Regions from separate parts of the Macaca mulatta genome. Here region 2 is linked to region 1. A link is a contact called in public Hi-C data. All regions are on one chromosome and are shown on one strand. Each heading gives the region's core, a stretch centred on a gene start, on an enhancer-like site or on the middle of the called end of the contact. The rest is flanking DNA. Distances are from core to core; before and after follow the strand shown.

Region 1 (2,700 bases), core at 197-2,696:
CAAAGCTAAAATGCAAAGGTTCTTGGATTTCTTCTATTAAGAAAAGTAATAATAATGTCTTATTGCCTAATCTCATTTTATAATTTCTCCTCTCTCTGAGCTTAATGCATTCCTCACATATTTAATGCTCTGGCTTATATATCTTTATTTCCTGTAAATTTAGTTTGTCAACACCTACATATGTTCCTTGACGGTAATGGGTATGTCTTTTATTTCTTTTATGTCATCCTTTCTGCCCAGCGCTTAGCACAGTGCAAGGTACCTGTTGCCGAATAATTATAAACAATTGACTCATTCGTATTGTATGGAACATCCATTCTGATTCTAGGGAGACTCAAGGTGGCAAATACATTAGATTATATGGAACTCTCTGAGGTCATTAAGATCTTGGCAAGTGTGAGGGTGGCACAAAAGTTCATCAATAATTGTCCTTAAAATGCCTGTGCAACTGGGGCTATCATATTGCCTGCAAAGCTGGCTTAGAGTTAATAATACAACCATCTACTTTTATGTAGCTCTTTGCAATTTGGAACTTCATTAATAATACATTACTCATTTTAGTGTCACTAAACCCTGTACACTGGTCAGGGTAAAGCCCTTTTCTCAAATGAGAAAACTGGAGTGCACAGAGATAAAGGACTATGTGCACACTTACAAAATTGTTGAGTGGCAGAACCACTCACAAAAGGCAGAAACCAGCCTTTTTTCATCCAAAGGTAGAGTACTTCCCATTCCTCTGCACTGCTTAGTAGACTATTTTTCAACATAGTAAAACTCTCCGGGACAAGAGGAACCTGAAGATGTGGCCCCTTAACAAGAGATGTGGAGAAATTAGGAAAGGACCTGCCTTCTTAATTCAGATTACAACGTATCACAAATTCATTTATTCAAAATGGTTTTCTCACCTGGATTTTACCTGGGGAACATTCTAATAATCCCCTTCCAGAGTATGGGAAAAGAAACCGAATCTGAGAAGGGGATAAGAATACTCCCTATTCAGTCAAAAGAAAGGGTTAAAATATGATTCTTTAAAGATTTAAGGTGGAGAAGAGAGTCTTGAATTATCTAAATATAAAAAAAAAAAAAAAAAAAACTAGGCGAAACGACTGGATTTTCTTCAGAATGTCTTTTTCAGCTTATAGGGGAAAAGTTAAAGGGTGTGTGTCTGGGGGGAAGGGTTAGGGAGGGGAAAATAGAACCCTTCTAACAGCCTTTCTTAAAAAATAAAAGAAAAGAGAAACAAATGTTTGTTTCTGTTATTAAGCCCCATCTATGCTTTAAAGTTAAACGAAATAGGGAAAGTTCAGGCACAGAGACGCGTGTTCTGATTTGGTTGTTTACCATCAATCAGACCGTTGCTTGGCAGACACTGGATGGTTATGAGCCTGAACAAGCTGAAAAGGGGCAGGAAAAGAAGTGGAGGCAGCATTCTTCCTATTTAAAGCTGCATCGCTTGAAAAAAGTTTTCGCAGACTGTGCTGGAGCTGGTGCTGAAAAAGGGGGTTTGCAGAGGCTGCCCTGGGGCTGGTGCTGAAAGAAGAGCCCACAGCTGACTTCATGGTGCTACAATAACCTCAGAATCTACTTTTCACTCTCAGGAGAACCCACATGTCTAATATTTAGACATGATGGCAAACTGGGCGGAAGCAAGACCTCTCCTCATTCTTACTGTTTTATTAGGGCAATTTGTCTCAATAAAAGCCCAGGAAGAAGGCGAGGATGGTGAGTTTGCCATTTGCTTTGCTTTAGTGTTTATTGCACGGTTTGGGAAATAGGTGGAATGTTAAGCCTCAGGAAGAGCGTGAAGAGGAGGTTCTGGTTTGAAGTCTGAGAAGGGGGTTGACGGATTTGCACCTGGAAAACGACTTGAAAGACAATTGGGATGTTAGTAAATCCGGAGCTTCTAGATCTGCCGTTGGAGAGAGTACACTACTAAATTTTTCTGGGAAAGCCTACAATAAGTCCTTTTGCCTCAGTGTGAGAGTGGGAAGTTTGAAAGAAGAAAAGAGCGAATGCTTAAAACGGAGCACTAAAGGCATTTTAGTGAGAGGAGCTCTGTTCTGTGGGCTGGAGTTTTCAGAGCAAGGAAAAGTCGCGGCAGAAGCTGGGTAGGGTGGAGTCTTTTTGTACTGAACTTCAGCTGCTTCATAAAATTCTTTGTTTAGAAAAACCTCTACAGCAACTCTGATAGCTCTGATTTTTCTTTGTCTTTGGCTCCTCATTCTTTCCTCTTTAACAATTTACACTTCTTTTTACCATTTTCATTTGTGAAAATGTGATCACTTTTGCTTGCTGGGAGGCAGTCTCGTTTGTTTCTCCATGACAGAGGCTGATAGAAGCCAGATTTCTTAAACAGTGGTATTTTCCCACCCTACTGGCTTGATTAATAGGACAGTGGTGGTTCCCGGTTGGATGGCGGAAGGCAGGAAATCAGCATGCCTTATATATATCTTATTTGGCATGGAATATTTGCATGGACATTACCCCTTAGACACAAGCTTTTTTTTTTTTTTTTTTTTTTTTTAAGATAAATCTTGCCTGGTGACCAAATTTTTTTCCTATGCAATTTTCTTATGTTACAGTTGGGTTATATGGTATGGTTAAGCAAAAATGCATAGCTGTTATAGTATATAAGAAAATATTTAAGTTGATTCCTCTATTAAATCTTTACTCTTGAGGGTTGCAGTTTCAAATACAGAC
Region 2 (2,700 bases), core at 80-2,579, 100 kb before region 1:
TTAAGAAGATTAGTTACAATGATTTTTGCAGGTGGTTTTATATGTGTATTGCTCTAAATCTTGTAATTTAACATGGTTTGTTAGTAAGTAGTCATTGCATAATCCCTATACTACTACTAATTTTTGTACCTCATCATATATTTCCTTGTTCCATGGGTAAAAGTCCTGTCTCACCATCAGGAGTAGCCTCTTAAAGGAAGTGATAGGCATCTTTTGAGATGACTGGGATTATAGTGGGAACTCATCGAATATTTGTTGAACTGAACAGAGAAAGGGCTTTCTCACTCACATCATTACATCTTCCCCCAACCTCCCCACCTTCCAAGTCACTGATCCTGTGTCCATTGTGCTTCTGCCACTTCCATGCCCATATCTCAGTGGTCAGTAACAAAATTGGAAAGCAAGTAACATTTTTTATTCTGTCATTAGGCTTTTTGTAAATTGTTTTTAAAATTTTATACCTTTAATGATAACTACCATGATTATGTGCCAAGTACTTCACAGATGCTATTTTACTTCAATCAACAATAACTCTCAATTTGGTACTATTTTTTATTTTTATTTTTATATGGAACTCTGAGATTTTAAGTTACTATGTGACAGAACCAGGATTTGTTCTGCATTCTTAACTACTGCATTCCATGGCTTCTCAGGGATGCAACTGATACTTCTTAAATTTGGGCAGATTGTCTCAAAAGTATAAACCATATCTTTCCCAGGAGATAGGTGATAGATATTATGATATTACTCTAAATTAATATCCACAAGGTAGATGTTCATTCTTAAGCTTTTTTTTTTTTTTTTTGCTTCTGACATTTTTCCTTGGAGTTTTGAAAGAATAATAGGTAATAATTTCTTCCTACAAAGGAAATTATGAATCTAAAATTATTTCCTATGTTAGAATATTTTTCTCCCTTGTTAAATATAGACATTCTAAGGTTTTAAAATCACAGACAAAACTAATTCCATATTGTGTTTATGAATTGAGAAGTAAATTAAAATAATTTAAAAGCTACATTTTGCTCATTTAGAATACTTCTTTTAAGGATTTAGTTCACTTTTGAAATAGAGCCATAAAGTCTCTTAAAACCATTTAAGACTATAAGTCTCTTCTGTGCTGTGGCATGTCTTCCACTTATGCCTGTATCTCACTACTCTTAAGATAGGCCTTTTCTGTCTGTAGTCAAGTCTGACCACCTCCCGTTTTTCCCTCCAAGTACCTCCCATGAAAATTCTTGAAAAATAAAGCAACACTTCAACCCACACTTTAATGAGTGGACTGGAATCCCCATCCTTTTAGCTATCTTAGTAGTGACTCATAGAATTGTCTAGCCCTTGCTTTCCTAACATTTTCCATTCACTGTAAGTTATTTCTTCATCTTCTTTTGGTGCTCAAAAGTGCTTTTCATGTGTGCCAGCTGAAAAACTAGAAATAAATAAGATCTATAGTTTCAAATTGGAGTGTGCTATTTGAACTTTTTAATACAGCCCTAGTGATCTGGTGTTTGGCAGAAGTACCACCTGAAAATGGACAGTTAGGATGCAACTAAAAGCCACTTGACTATAATTTCTTAAATGTGGTGCCAAACTGTGCAATCTGAACTGCCTATGTCAATTTAGTACTCTCTCGTCTTCAGTCTTTTTTTTTTTTTAACCATGTATGAGCTTTCCTAGAGGTACCCTTAGGCCACCCAGAGAATCCAGACACTTAATTTCAAAGTATAATTAAATAATAGCTGCTTGGTAGAATAAGGTAGTATCAGAGACACATGTCAAATGTGATATTATGATATTGATCCAAAATGTGCTTATTGGGAAAACTTGAGGAGATAAGCATCCTAAATGATTTGTGCAACCACAAGTATTCATGCCTCATCTGGCCACTCATTTGCTTCATGGTTATGATTAATAAAAGATAAAAATGCAAAAATATTATAGAAAACAGAGAAATTAATCTCTAAAGCACATTCTAGTTTATCAAAGGCATCTCCTCAGGGATACATTATCTTTAAAAACTTGCCTTTTACTTTAAACGGCCACTTTTATCAGTCAGAAATTATGTCTTTGATATTGTTCTTGACCAGAAGCAGAGCTGCTAGTGGGAAAATATCAAGTTAGATGACCTGGGATCTTGCTTGTTCTGCCGTGGTAGCTGTGGTATGTGACCTTCTGGAAATCAGCTGTTTCATCTCAACTTCAGTTTTCTCTCTATATAAAATAAACATTTCTTGCCTTGCTCATCTTGTGAGATTTTCGTGAGCACCAAATGAAATAATACAGACAGGAAAGTGCACTGTAAATGTAGATTATTATTAGTCAGAATTCAAGGGGCCTTTTCAGATTGTCTTAACTTTCTCTGGAGGTGCAGGTCCTGGAATTAGGAGCAATGTTTAGGTATTGGTGGGTTCAGGGCTTTAACAGGTAAAACAAAGTTGTGATTTGTCAAGCCTTAGGGAAAGTTTTGAAATATGGTCTGGCATTAGGGGAACAATGCCAACTTTTGTCACAGTGACCTGTCTCAGAAGAAGATGCTCACATTTGGGGGCAGGAATGAGCAGAGAGGTTCATACTGCCTTGCTCTGTGTTTTTATCTTTTTTCCTTCATAAAGAATATAGCCTCAAGAGAGCTCGTTTCTAATCACACACACACACACACACACACACACACACACACACACACACACCCCATGTGCATGCTCA

Evidence for each region. A called contact is a pair of places that touch in the nucleus more often than the background predicts.
Region 2: a Hi-C map of fibroblasts shows a contact between it and region 1, with 3 times the contacts expected there. The contact joins two enhancer-like sites. A contact is called at or near these places in 2 of 14 Hi-C or Micro-C datasets (blood and fibroblasts).

Annotation. Positions count from the first base shown.
Region 1 is chr12:94,139,502-94,142,201 of T2T-MMU8v2.0, reverse strand. No RefSeq gene overlaps it. Among named protein-coding and RNA genes, the nearest start is that of COL5A2, 83 kb to the right of the region's middle. Within about 2 kb of position 1,446, at least 6 of the 40 cell types and tissues checked have an H3K27ac peak or open chromatin away from gene starts, as enhancers often do.
Region 2 is chr12:94,242,665-94,245,364 of T2T-MMU8v2.0, reverse strand. No RefSeq gene overlaps it. Among named protein-coding and RNA genes, the nearest start is that of WDR75, 180 kb to the left of the region's middle. Within about 2 kb of position 1,329, at least 3 of the 40 cell types and tissues checked have an H3K27ac peak or open chromatin away from gene starts, as enhancers often do.